2 separate regions of the Mus musculus genome follow, and region 1 is linked to region 2. A link is a contact called in public Hi-C data. All regions are on one chromosome and are shown on one strand. Each heading gives the region's core, a stretch centred on a gene start, on an enhancer-like site or on the middle of the called end of the contact. The rest is flanking DNA. Distances are from core to core; before and after follow the strand shown. Region 1 overlaps Eya4 (EYA transcriptional coactivator and phosphatase 4). Region 2 overlaps Eya4 (EYA transcriptional coactivator and phosphatase 4).

The links. Hi-C and Micro-C count contacts between places; a contact is called where the count stands out from the background.
Region 1: a Hi-C map of muscle stem cells shows a contact between it and region 2, with 1.7 times the contacts expected there. The contact joins two enhancer-like sites. A contact is called at or near these places in 2 of 484 Hi-C or Micro-C datasets (the G1E-ER4 cell line and muscle stem cells).

The regions. Positions count from the first base shown.
Region 1 is chr10:23,282,623-23,290,109 of GRCm38.p6, forward strand. The region is part of intron 2 of Eya4 (EYA transcriptional coactivator and phosphatase 4); the gene reads right to left. Among named protein-coding and RNA genes, the nearest start is that of Eya4, 64 kb to the right of the region's middle. Within about 2 kb of position 2,714, at least 9 of the 459 cell types and tissues checked have an H3K27ac peak or open chromatin away from gene starts, as enhancers often do. A contact at or near this core is called in muscle stem cells, where this site is marked.
Region 2 is chr10:23,123,636-23,131,134 of GRCm38.p6, forward strand. It overlaps Eya4 (EYA transcriptional coactivator and phosphatase 4), which reads right to left. Exons shown (of 19, transcript NM_001347372.1): 13 at 217-306. Among named protein-coding and RNA genes, the nearest start is that of Gm24655, 40 kb to the right of the region's middle. Within about 2 kb of position 2,921, at least 8 of the 459 cell types and tissues checked have an H3K27ac peak or open chromatin away from gene starts, as enhancers often do. A contact at or near this core is called in muscle stem cells, where this site is marked.

The DNA.
Region 1 (7,487 bases), core at 1,464-3,963, 160 kb after region 2:
AGGGAGGATGGGATAGAGGGTTTGTGGAGGGGAAACTAGGAAAGCAGATAAAATTTGAACAATATGAACTAACCAGTACCCCCAGAACTCCTGTCTCTAGCTGCATATGTATCAGAAGATGGCCTAGTCGGCCATCATTAGGAAGAGAGGCCCCTTGGTATTGCAAACTTTATATGCCTCAGTACAGGGGAATGCCAGGGCCAAAAAGTGGGAGTGGGTGGGTAGGGGAGTGGGGGGAGGGGTATGGGGGACTTTTGGGATAGCATTTGAAATGTAGATGAAGAAAATACCTAATAAAAAATATAAAAAATTGAAATGTAAATAAATAAAATATCCAAAAGAGAGAGAGAGAGAGAAAGATCATGAAGAGGTGTTGTATTTTCTCAACAACTTTTGCAGCATCTGATGAGATGAACGTGTGTTTTTTTTTTTTTTCTTTGACTTTGTTTATGTAGTGGACTACCTTGATGGGTTTCTGTATATTGAACTATCCCTGCATCCCTGGGATGAAGCCTACTTGATCATGGTGAATGATCGTATGTTCTTGAATTCAGTTTGCAAGAATTTTACTGAATATTTTTTGCATCAATATTCAAAAGTGAAACTGGCCTGAAGTTCTCTTTCTTTGTTGGGTCTTTGTGTTGTTTAGGCTGTTTAGGTATAAGTGTAACTGTGGCATAATAGAATGAATTGGGTAGTGTTCCTTCTGTTTCTATTTTATGAAATAGTTTGAAGAGTATTGGTATTAGGTCTTCTTTGAAGGTCTGATAGAACTCTGCACTAAACCTATCTGGTCCTGGGCTTTTTTGTTGGGAGACTTTTAATGACTGCTTCTATTTCCTTAGGGGTTATGGGACTATTTAGATGGATTATCTGACCCTGATTTAACTTTGTAACTTGGTACCTGTCCAGAAAATCATCCATTTCATCTAGATTTTTCAAGTTTTGATGAATATAGGCTTCTGTAGTAAGATCTGATGTTTTTTTTTTTTTAATTTCCTCAGTTTCTGTTGTTATGTCTGCTTTTTCATTTCTGACTTTTAAAAAATTTTTATACTGTCTCTGAATGAGTACATTATTTAAGGTTGTAAGGTTTTCCCCTTGGGAGCTGATCATGTGTACGAATATTTCACATGTTATATTAGAGTTAACTATCTCCCCAAAGGACCATGTATTAAAAGAACCAGATTGATCTGCCAGGGGGGAGACTTTGAGTTAAAGCTCAGTCTTCCTTTCATTAAGGATTTCATCTTAGAATGACTTGTCTGTTCTTCCATTTTTCAGCCATAGCCATGAGGAGAGTGGCCTTGTCCTATCATGCCTGTCTAACAGAGATGCTACCAAAGGCTCAAAACAGTCAGTCTAAGAGCTGTTGACTGACTTTAAGTCCTTAGAGATGTGCGAGTTAGCTTTCCACTGTGATAATGAATAGCTGACTTAAGGGAGTCAAAAAATGCAGCAAAGTTTCACATGATTGCCAATACATATTAGAATATGAAGTGAATCTCCATTATATCTACATGGCTATTAACATTTGTTGAGTAAAAAAATAAAACCACTAGTATTTGAAGAGAGTTAGTGAAGGGAGAGTTAGGGAAAGATGTCGCCACCCAGACAGGAACATCAGCAGGTCCTCAAACCTTGCTGGGGTTTGCAGGATCCCAAGGAGAAGGCAAGTGTGCTTGTCATAGTGTGCCTGGCTGATCTTCCCAGCTTGTGTCAGAGCTGCTGCTGTCATTTCAGAAGACCCTGTGACTGTGAGGGCTACTTTCTTTTTACGTTACAGCCCTGGCTGCTGCCATATTACAATATGAATATCTATCATGGAACACATCCTTTCCATAGGGAAAATCTAAACAGTAGTAAAACAAAAATGATTCTTAAATATGGAGATGGGAATCAGTTCCTGTCCTGGCCATTACTAAGGGCGAGTCTCTCAGCCCATCCTGGTGTCCTATGCCTGCTGCTTGGGTACAGAGTTTAAACTCAGTTCTTTTGTTTCAGAGCCATGTGTGTAGCATTTTTAATCAGTTGTGTGTTGTGTGCATCTCTTACACTATTGAGGGAGGATTTTAGCAAATATTCCAGATTTCAGACCATCTCACAGCAAGATCTCACATGGAGGCAGTTTTTATTCTGGCCCAGGATTTTTCCATAAAATTGTTAGTTTTTGTACAATTTCACAACTGAAACCCAAAGTGTGTGTGTGTGCCTGGAGAAGCACTGCACCTGCAGGGTAAAAATTGTCCTGAGCGGGGGAAAAACTTTCAACTGCCCTGAAGACAGCTGTAACATTTAGTGAGGTAAGAAGTACTAGAAAAATATTCTAGAAACAAAACCAGGCTGCTATGGCTGCTGTTCTGCAGCTACCCTGATGACCTAGATGCTTTGGCCAAATGTGGTTTAGTGGCATCGAAACTGAAAGTCACAGTGAATCAGGAATCACAGATCCGTATTGTTTTGGAGGGTTCCACCCACCTTCATCTCCAACAAGCTGGCTTCTCTCCAGGTGGGTAGATTTTTTTTTCTCAGTTTAAACATGTGCCACCCCCCCCCACCCCGTGGGAGTAGCTATGGAGATACCACAGTTTATATAGAATGATCTTTAAAGTTGTATGAGAAAGTCAGCCACCAGCCCAAATTACACACTTGTAATGGAGGGAAAACAGGAGGACTTCTGAGGTTGGTACTCTGTGGATTCCAGTTTCAGCTAGAAGTTTCCAATGGCTGGGAGAAAATCTACCCACCAACTACCAAAACGAGGAGCTATGGAGTACTTTATATTTTCCCATAAAACATTTTATAGGCTAAAAATGTGTAACAGTTAAATATGGTGAAGATAATAAAATAGAAAGAAAAAATTAACCATTTTTAACATTAGCATTTTATTAATATTGTACTTCTATTGCCATGTTAACTGAAGTGTAGTTGAGAAATGTGGTTTGAGTGACTAAAATATTACCGTGAAGAAGGCATTTTACTACTGTCCCCAGAGATTAAAAAGAAAGAAAAAAAAAACCTCAGTGTTTTATTATTATGTAGGAAATTTTGTCCTCTTGATAAAATGAAAGTAGGTATGTAAGCATGCATGCTTTTGTGAAAATTGCACCAACAATAGTTAGCTCTGGCATGCTCATCAGTGGAAGAAGTTAGTATGGCTAGCCTAAAAAAAAATAAAATTAATGCCAGAGAGGGTCCCATTTCTTTTTCTACAAATAGAAATTTGTCTTTAGGCTTCTTTTAAGTACAAATTTAAATAATCCTTCTAAAATGCACGAATAGAAACCAATACCAGAAACTGGAAATTCTGCAAGTATTCACTGTGGCTGTCGTAACTTTTGTGCAAGATGCACCAGTCTCAACACCCAGCAGCACGCAGTCACACATAGGGGCATTAGCTACTACTTACATTTCCCTCATGTACGTCTTTCAAAGCTTAGCATTAAAGAGGTAATGCTGAAATAATCCTTCAGGTTTTGAACTCCAGTTCAGAAGTTGTGTGTAATTTGTGTGAGATAAATAACTAGCCAGGGTTTCTGCTTTCTTCACACTCACCGCACATACCAAAATCAAAAGCGCCACTCAATATTAACATAAAACCAGGCCAACGTTCCACTGCTGAAAAACGTGATTTTAATCCATGCAAAGTGGTGCATGCCTGTAATCCCAGCACTAGGAGAGCTGAGGCAGGAATACCAAAAGTTTGAGCCAAGCTTTGGATCCACACCAAGCTCCTGCCCCTGTCCACAAACATGCTTCTTAATGTAGAAATAGTCTTTAAAATACAGCCTTTCAATATAGTGTAGTAGGGGCTTTTCTTATATAAAGAAACTTACTTTGAAAGATGAATAATAAGCATTCTAACAAAGCCTGGCTTGGAATGCTAGAAAAGTATGACATCATGGCATCAGAGGGATCTTTATGGAAAGGATGCAAGGTTCTCTGTATGTGTGTCTGTGTGTGTGTGTGTGTGTTACTGTATCTGAAATACCCTTAGTTTCTAGTTATCTTACAAACACAGATATGAGGTCAGCTCAACAGGAATAAACAACTCTTCCTCCAAAGTTCTCCTTCCGCCCCAAAGAGCCCATATATTCATGCAATTGACGTGATCCTAGTGTAGCCCATGTACATCTGCTAAGCTGATTTCTCAGCAGCCTTGAAACAATTAAATGGGTGAAAATGTAGTGAACAATGTCCAGAGCTAGCAGCTATTTAAGGAAAAGAAACCAGAGTTACTGCAGATCTTTTTGTAACAAACAAGAGAAAACATAGTTCCAAATTATAGTATAAAAATAAATTATTAAGAGCCAAATGTATCTGGCTAACTAGATTTTGGTTGTAGTAGTTTGCAATTGGATACTGAATTTGTTTGGGTTTTTCCAATTGAACAGCAATAATTAGTACCAGAAAGATTTACAACTAATTAAATTATCCCAATTTGCATCCTTTTTTTTTCAACCAAGAATATATACAAACCATAGACCCACCAGGATAAAGTTCCCTTTTAAAGGAACAGTTTTTCAACCTAAATTTTTCATCTAAAGTAATGGCAGTGATTATTAAATGTAAATCAAAGTGAGGCATATATAACAAATACCAGAGACTCAGTTCCTCCTTCATGTATAGTGTTGTAAAAATACATATAACCTACAAGACATCTCCTAAGCCCCAGCAAGGAGGATGCTTGGCCTGAAACACATACCCCTACTCCAGAGGCTGAGGAATAGTGTGTTACTACCATACAGCAATGGAAAAATTTTCACCTCCCTAAAACAAAATTTACCATCAAATTCTTTCTTCCCCATACATTCTTATATACACAGCACACATAAACACACACACACACACACACACACACACACACACACACACACACACACACAGAATACGACTTCTGTCCTTAAGAAAGGAAAATGAAGGTGAGAAGAGGAAGAGGTGGTGGGGAAAGTGGGTGCTCACGATTTGTTAGGAGGAAGGCCCTTTCTTGTGAGCTACTGCACGGAGAGCTGAGGATACCGAGAAGCATCTAGTGAGCATCTAAAAAGCTAGATGAAAGGCTGTTGAATTGTTCGTCTTAAAGAAATGCTAAATATTTAAAGAGGTAGTTGCTTGAACTGATTTAAACAGTACAAAATGTATCCAAATAGGGAAACAGTAGATGGTACCACTGTAAACGTATACAATGATCATGTTTGTGTGTCACTTAAAAGTACATAAAAACAGGAGTAAAATAAGCCAAGGGGAATATAGTAAGTTTCAAACATTGCAGATTATGTTTTATGAATAATTCTATACATAACCACAGAGAACCCTACTACACAAGGGATGGTAAGTAAATGCAAAATAGCATTAGATGTGTTGTGGTGCAGGACATTAGAAAGTCACAGTATTCTACCCCAGTAGTCAGTTATTCTTTTTTTTTTATGTTTTTTTTTGTACATTCATTTTACAAAATAGTAGATCTCAATGTGCTATTTTACACATGTATGTAATGTACTTTAATTAAGATTTTTGTTCCCTTCATTTCCCCTTACTGGGACCCTCGCTCATCCTAAACACCCCATCTTCTACTTTCATACAGTTTATTTTTAAGAATATGTTCTTAATATGAAAAAAAATGAGGTATTTATCTGACTCTGGCTTACTTCACATAACATCTTGGACAACATTTCTATCCACTTTCCTAAAAATGGCATAGTTCTGTTCCAATGACTGAATTAAAACTATACTCTGAGAGTGCAATACTTTAATGGAAAATGGAAAGAACATATAAGAAGAGCAAAGAGAACAGCATGGAGCAAACAAGAAGGATACATAGATACAGGAAGCAGGAAAATTCCGTATCCTCCTGTATTCGGTATCTGGGGTAGATCCTTGCTGGATTCCGAACCACACTTCATGGCAGGCTCCTTGTAAACGACCAGCACAGAACAAACTCTATGGTTGTATTTTTGTGATTTTTTTTTTTTGTCCTATAACGCTGGCTGTGGTCATTTTCTGTCTTGCTGTCTTTTGCTTCAGGTTTAAGTTTTTATGTGTTTTGATTGTGTGTGTGTGTGTGTGTGTGTGTGTGTGTGTGTTGTGCTTTTTATCATTTTTGTTTTCTGTTTAATGGATTGTTTGATGTATATGCTTGTTTGCTTAAGCAAGGGAGAAAGTGCTTGAAGTTGTGTGGGTAGGGAGAAGTTGGGAGGAGATGGGGGAGGAAAAAAATGATCAGAATATATTGTATGAAAAAATGATTTTCAATAAAAATTTAAAATTTAAATAATTTTCAAAAATTATAAAGAGAAAAGAATAGAGAAAAGGGAATGAAAGAAAACAGGGCTTTTACGACATGTCAAAAATTATCAAAAAATATATCCTAAAAGTGGAACAGTATATATTATTGAGATCTTATAAGGAAATTTCAAAAAATAAAAATGTAGTTGTTTCCTACAAATTTATACTAAAATATGAGGAATATATGTTTTCAATTTGATTTGGCTAAACATGAGACAACATAGGCAATGGTTTCCTGGAATTTGTGATGCTGCAAACAGGTCTGCATTAGGACTTGGACTGCAGTACTGTGGGAGATCCCTTCCTAACATCACAGAAGAGGGTTTTCAGGGACTGTCTTAGTCAGGGTTTCTATTCCCGCACAAACATCATGACCAAGAAGCAAGTTGGGGAGGAAAGGGTTTATTCAGCTTACACTTCCATACTGCTGCTCATCACCAAAGAAGTCAGGACTGGAACTCAAGCAGGTCAGGAATCAGGAGCTGATGCAGAGGCCATGGAGGGATGTTCTTTACTGGCTCATTTCCCCTGGCTTGCTCAGCCTGCTCTCTTATAGAACCAAGACTACCAGCCCAGAGATGGTCCCATCCACAAAGGGGCCTTTCCCCCCTGATCACTAATTAAGAAAATGCCTTACAGTTGGATCTCATGGAGGCATTTCCTCAACTGAAGCTCCGTTCTCTGTGATAACTCCAGCTGTGTCAAGTTGACACAAAACTAGCCAGTACAAGCCTCATCATACTAATCTGCTCCCAGGACTATGACAAATAAGATTGAGAGCCACTGAAGTCTACAAATCAATAGAAATACTATTAATGAAATCTTGGCACATAAGAGCCCCAAATCTATGATGGAAGAGTTGATAATAATTTTCCATGTTTATGATAAGAATTAATGGTTAATTAGTCAAAATTAGAAAAAAGTTATTAAAATGTATAATAACCAACCTAAAGCAAGTATCTTTTATAAAACACTAAAGACTCTATGAGGGCAGAAATAGATGTTTAAATAACCTTGGTAGGAGATAATTGTACAATTCTTTATATTTGAAATATTATGTATATAATTTAACACACATGTATATAGAAGTTTCCAAATAGTTTCCAAAGCTGAATGAGGTGGTAAATGAAGTGCAACCCCAGTGGTCAGTCACCACGTTGCTAAAAGCAAAGTGGTTTATCTTCCTGTTGTGGGTAGAAATT
Region 2 (7,499 bases), core at 1,671-4,170:
ATGTGTCCATAAACACACATAACTCAAGAGCAGGAGTTTGCAGTCTGTTCATACTTGTCTATGCAATTGTTCACTTGACAAGAACTTTACAGCTCTTGGGAGGGTGAGCCTCTCCCCGCCCCCCCACGCCAAATTTCTTAAGGTTTACTGCATATGTGACACCATCTGAGAGCTTTTGTATTGTCAATAATTATTCTTAACTTTTAAAATTCTTACCTCTAAGTCATTAAAAAACAAATGTGTATCTGCAAGATTAAAGATCATTTCTTCCATCCGGAGCCCGAGAGTCACAGCCATTGGGGGATCCTGGAAATCAATACATACAAAATGAGGTAAAATTTCATTAACAACAAATACTAAAGAAATATTCTCGGTAGATATTGTTGGAGAAGGCAAAAAGTTAGATGAAATTTTAGAGAAGATTAAAACATTTTTCCAGCAGTAAGGGAGGAATTAAAGAGTTGGGAAATAGCTAGAAATATGACAATATTCTAGTGGCTGATAATATAAAGTAGTATGACTATAGTTAGCAATATTTACTTAGTCTCTCAGGTGGTCAGAATAAAGGATTTTGCATGCTTTCAACCCAAATAATGATAAATGTTTGAAATGTAAATATTAATTATCAATTTGATCACTATATATTACATACATGTATTGGAATTTATGGTATGTACACATTACGGCATTTATAATATTTAAAGAATTATATATGCATACATATATATGTTTATAAAATGTCTTATGAATGATTCTCAAACATGGATCTCTAAAGAGATATCCTGCAATTTGCAAGACTTAATATGCATATAAAGATTACAAACACATTTCAATAGTAATTTATCTCTCCAAATCCATTCATAAGAGAAGCATGCAAGCCAACAAATCTAGATGGTTTAGCTTGTGTATATGCCACAAATACCTTTTGGGGAATGGTATTTGGATGGGTGGTGAAGAACAGAGAAAGTTATTAAATATTTGCAAGGATATGCACTTAACATCATATGAAGTAAGTTATATTTAGAAATATATGTACATACATATACATACACATACACTTACATAGACACACATACATTTACACATCACAAACAGATACATAGATATATACATAAATGTACATATAGATACATATACATACACATAGAAACACAATATACATGTACACATATACACATATATATACGTATACATACATATACATAGATAGATGCATATACATATAGATACATGCACATACATGTACAAACACAATATACATGTACACATATGCACATACATATATGTACACATACATATACATATATGCATGCTGTATCAATTAGTGAAGGAAGAGGAAGTGGAATTGAAGGAGATTGGGGAGAGGCGCATGGGAAGATTTTGGAGAGATGAAAGTGAAAGGATAATGGCTATAATTATCTTATAATCTCAAGAAGAAAAGAAAAGGGAAAAAAGGAACAGCTACCATCAAACTAGAGTTGAAGAAGAATAGGCCCAGTGGATGATATGGATGGTACGATGATACAGAGGAGCAGAGAGGATTGCATCAAATAAGGATAGTAAAACAGATGGTACAATGCCACTTAATATGGACAGCATTTTGATTGGCAGGGTAGCAGGAGTCTCTATTTAACCATACATGTAGTTTGCTCTAACCTGAATTTCATTGAAGCTGCAGGAAATGGAGATTAAAAGAATATTCATTCACTGCACATAACTGTGTAGAGAATCTATGCTTTTAGCGATGTAGGGACGGGAGGGGTTGATGGGAAGTCAAAATGACTCCATGGTTTGCTACAGTGGCTGATCTCTTAAATAGCAGCAAGAGTTGAAGAATTAAGAGCAGAAGTGTTGTCTCTTTACCATGATTAAATGAAGCTGAAGTCTCAGTGTCAGGAGATTTTGAGACCTGAGAAGAGTTTGGGGACATGAAAGCAATCATTCGCATGGTTCTGTTGAAAAGATTGAGGTGTGACTAGGGGAAGGCAGAAAGTGGAAAAACTGGAAGGGCTGATTCCTTCGCATCTGAGGCCAGGTGGAAGTCTCAGGGGGAGAAAAGTATTGTGCACAGCACTGAGAAGTCTAGAGGACACTATCCGGTTTGGCTGAGCAGTTACCTGGGAAGAACTCAGCCTGGGAAGAACTTGGACTGTGTGGCTTGTCCATGAACCAGACTGCAGGCATGTGAGAACAGAGAACTGCCTTTTGGATCTCAACATTCTAATAAGTGGCATTTTAAGAAATGTACTGAGATTGAGCAGCTGTGTAAATAGCGTCACTTCAGTTTGCTGATGTAAACACATTCCCAGTGTCACTCTTGTGTTCTGTGGCCATGAGAACGTGGAGCATAGGAGAGCCCCATTAATAGGAACTGCATGTTAATGGATATGCAGGTGTACAGAACAAACTTATGGGTTGATGTGGATGAAGATGAGGCAGGGATAGTAAGAATTCACTGTACTTAATTAATTTCATTTTCTCAGCAGGCCTTTTTGTGGAGCTTGGCAAAAGATTCTTGACAAAATCCTATGGAGATTGCTCATATCCTGGGGCATGGACTTTGGCTACCTGGACTTAGGCTTTACTGCCACATTGATCTGTTGTCAGTGACAAGTTACTAGGATCAATATACCCAAGTATCCCCAAATCAAAAAGATGGGGTGATGAAGGCATGGGCAGGGTTGGATGTGGACACTGATACATACTATATATAAGGATTCTAAAACGTTCAAAATGTCTACAATACTCAGTACAAGACAAAGATCAAATTGTTTTATCTAAAAAGCACTCATCAAATATAAAGAAATACATGTTTTGTGCCCCCCAACTCATTTTTTTTAATTATCTCAGGCCATTTCAGAATGTAGAGGACCCTGATTGTGTTTCCCTCCATTGTCAGGCTCTCTTTTGTTGGTGTTCATATCCTTTATTGTCATTGAAAGAACCCTCTGAAGCTTGAATAATATTTTAACCATGCATTTTGTCTTTTTATGCTAAAAACTGCTCTTGCTAATCCTCTCTTTTCGGAGGGAACAGAGCGGGTCATAATAGAACAATGTTATAGAAAACTTTGAAATATTCTGCTAAGTCATGGACCCATGAACAAGAAGTCCACAGAACTATCAGGGAAATCAAATGTAATTACAGCATGAAAACATATAATTCCATTAGTGACGCTCTTTGAATTTCAGGAATGCCCATGATGCAAGACAGTAAAGGGGAGATTCACGGTACTCTGATGCTTTCTGCCCTGAAGATATCAATTTCAGATGCGGGTACAGAAATATCTTTTTAGAGCTTTTCTTTTGGAGGCTAGGTAGCGAATCTTTTATCCCAACTGGTCTTTGTCTCCCCTTTTAGGTTTCCAATAAAATTATTGGCTATCTTACGGTCATTTCTTACATTCTTTGCATTTATAGATTTGATTTCTGGGAAGACAGGAGAAATCCTAGGGGTCCTGTGATTGTTACTTTCATTGATAACATGTTTCTGAACGACACCTCCCTCTGTGCTATCCAAACAGTGGGAGAAAAATCCACAAAAGATGTATTTCCTGTGCATCTAATAAGCTTGAAACAAATACATACTTTTTTCTTTTTAAAAAATCACATGGCCCTTATAGTGAGCGAGCTTAGCATATGGCAAAATGAAAGCTGTATTGGAGTGTACAGTTGGAATTCAAGCCCATGGCACTGGGAGGGATAATCACTTGTTTTCCAAGCTGTGGTGTTTGTACAACACTCACCCTACTACAGCCAGCACTTATTAAGCATTCTGGCAAAAATCCCACTTCTTAACTGGATAATTTTGGATTTGAATTTTGTCAGAGTGTGAGTTGGTTAGATTTTACTAAGGTTTTCAGAGAGCAAGCCCATTGACAGAGAGGTGTTTGGTCATCAAGGCCACAAGCCAAGGAAAACTAAGTCAAGAGGTGATATTCTTGTTCCTCAGAGACGGTTTTGGGAGGGCTTCTTTACAAATATATGATTTATCCCCCCTTCCAGTTAACTAAGTCACTGGGACAGCTAATTCTAAATTAGCAGATTACAGTGCCACACTTTTCCAGGTGAAGGACTCACAGATCTCAAACTCTAAAAGGGAGGGATATTTGTTAGGGGGTGGGTGGTTTGGGGGGGAGGAAGCCTTCTCAGAACCCGGTCATGGTGGATACCTCTGGCTGGGAAGGGGCGACTGGTGGCTACAGTTCCACTGCATTATCAAGCATTTGAGAGTGAGATATATTTCTGGAGAGAACCCAAGTCTTGTACTGAAATTCCTACTATTTTCGTAGATGTTTATGGGGTGTCTTATGAATTCAGATTTGCTGCATTTTTCCACTTAGGGGGAGTGAATGTTGAGTTTAGTATTGAAAATGAAGTGATAGCAAAGACTTGGGCAGAGTGATAAAGTGGGGAAATAAAGGCACAGGCAGGGTCGGATGAGAGTCCTGATACACATGACACACATAAGAGTTCTAAAGGACTCAGCATGTCTCCTGCAGAGTTCAACATGGGGCAAATGGAACTTCTGCCAATTTATGCTCTGTAGTACTTTGTCAAAACACTGAAATGATTCCCAAGACACTCTGCTGGAGAGAGTGGAAGAAAAGGAAGGAAGAAGGGAGGGAAGATGGAAGAGAGAGAGAGACAGAGAGAGACAGAAAGAGACAGAGACAGAGAGGGACAGAGAGCCAGATGAAAGAGAGAGAGAGACAGAGACAGAGAGACAGAGACAAAGACAGAGAGACAGAGAAAGAGAGTGAGGAAGAGGAGGAAAAAGATGAAGAAAATAAATAACTCTTGACCTTGAAATGTGTGCCTCTAAGCCAGATGTTACCAGTGTATACACCCAAATCGGGATCAAGTAGAGCACTTCTCTAAATCAAAATACTAATGCCTATTAGCCATGTTAGCACAGAACATAAATCGGAGCCAGACTGTCTGTCTGTGGGTCTCTGCCCTATCCTGGGCCATCAGCTGCAATTCCTCCTCTAGGGAAACACTGTAAAAATATCTCAGGAGAAGCAGCAATTATGTATTTTTAAAGAAATGGGGGTGTATTTTTCTTTTAAGACCCTGGGATCTTGCACCAGTTATTCCTCTGGGACATAAAGTACATTTGTAGATTTTTACTCAAGGGACAGAAGATGCCCAAACACACTGTAAAGGAAGATAAGTCAGCCCACAAACCAAGGTGGAACATGTTCCTGGGTTCTCAAGATGCAAGGACTTTTCTAATTAGACATAAGAGGTAAAATGAAATCCACTCATCATCTGGAAAGGAAACTCCATATTTGACCTATTTGTTTGAGGAACAGGTGGTCGATTCCAGAGTTCTTAAAGGGATGGCTGGGTCTTTGGGTCCTTAGTTTCAACTCCAAGTATTGCTTAAAAGAAAGGGAAAAAAAAAAAGCAAGTTCTCAGAGGGAATTGGAAAATGCTGTTAGGAACATTCTATTATTGATCATCTGTTCATATATATGGTTTTGAGTGCCTATGACATGCTCAAATTCTGGGAATGGAAAAACAAAACAAAACAAAACAAAACAAAACCAACAAATCAAAGTAAAGCTGGAAAGATGGCTCAGTTAGCAAAGTGGTTGCTGAGGAAGCACTTGGACCCTGGGCTCAGATCGCAGCCCCCATACAAAAGGCTGGACTTGCAATCATAATCTCATTGCTAGGGAAAGACTCCTGGAGCTCACTAGTCAGCCAGTGATGAATCAGTGCGATGCAGGTTCAAGGAGAGACTCTGTCTCAAAGGAGAAAAGAGGGATGTGTGATATAACTGGGGAGAGGAAAGGAAAGTCAGTATAGGAGAGGGAGGAAGGACAAACAGGTCACACTAAAGATGAATCATGTTTTGAAAATCCACAGGGAGTAATAGTATATTTATCTAAAATTACATATACTTTGCAAGCATGTGAGCATCAAAGTTCAGTTTATATGAACTTGTGCCACTTGAGATGATGGTACTGTCCCCAATAGGCAGAGACTCTCTAATAAAAACCCTACTACCTGGCACGAGAAGACTCCCTTGGAGTCGTTGGTCAAGTGAGTCTCAGAAGATCATAAAATAATACAGGGCATTACTATTACCCTTGGCTGTCTTCAGAGATTGATGGCAAGTCCCTGTCACTGAAGGCACCACATTTGTCAGACACAGGAGTCTAAGGAATGGAATTGAATCTGACCCAAGATTTCCTCAACTGAGGAATAGATTTCACAATACTAGAAGTCACTATGAAAGCTATCAATCAGGTATCATACCAGCTGTGATGCCCATGAACTATAACAATGGCCACCACAGCAAGATATCCCTAAGGGTACAATAGTGGCATTTAAATCTTGGCGATAACCATAGCTACTCAAGACAGAACCCATTCCCAGTACTGAAAACCCAGCCACCTACTGCTGGTGAGCTCATGGATCTTAGAGGAGACCCCATTACAGTCACTTTCCTAAATGAACATAATTTCTAACTGCATTCTAAATGTTCATCCTCACACCCACAGGTTAGTATAGGTCTCACCTCTCATCTGAAAAGCTTCCTTTTGTACCAGATCATTACAGAAAGCCACAACTGGTCAACTGCAGAGAAGAACAGACTGTGTGGGTGCCTGGCTCTAACTGATTCATCCAAAGCACAATTTCCTGCAACTGAGACTAAGGGAATGTCACAGAAGAAGGGATAAAAAGTTTCTAAAGCCAGAGGATCAGACGTCTACTGTGACATTGTGTCTTGCGCATGTGACAGGTATGGTACACTCGTGTAATCTCAGCAGTATGGTTGTCTACACAAGGCCTGAGCAATGAACACATTGGTTGACCTGGTTGACCTGTTTCTGTAGCTGGGGAAGACTCACAGGGCCCTATGTCTAGATGAAGGTCTACAGGAAACTAATGACCTCTGGGAGAAGGAGAATTACTCTTCCCTAGGAAACAGCTCCCTGCGATTATTTAATACCAAGTGGACACACACACACACACACACACACACACACGTGTGTATGTGTATGTATTTTTAAATAATATGCAACATTAAAGAGACTTAGCAGCTTGTGTCAACATATATATGCATTTATATATGAAGTGATAGTAATTTATAAGAAAGAAGTCAAGAATATAAGAGGGAATAGGGGTTATAGGAGGGAGTAGATTAAAAAATGAACAACTTCGATACTGGAGAGGAAGATGTCTGGTCTTCACATGTATGCATATAATTTACATGTATACCTGTACACACATGAACACTTACACACCCCACATGAGAACAAGTTCACAGAAGACCCCCAACTCACACATACTTACCAATAAAGGCAAAAAAAAAATTAAAAGCAAAAGTCATGTACTTCTGAGCTCCAGTTATCATTATTATGCGATATAGCTAAAAAACAGCCCAGTAAACACAGCATTTCCGGTGATGATAATGCTGTAGTGCAAAGAAACGTAGGCGAGTAGACACAGAAGCTTGGGGCGGAGTTGTGGTAGTCAGTGCAA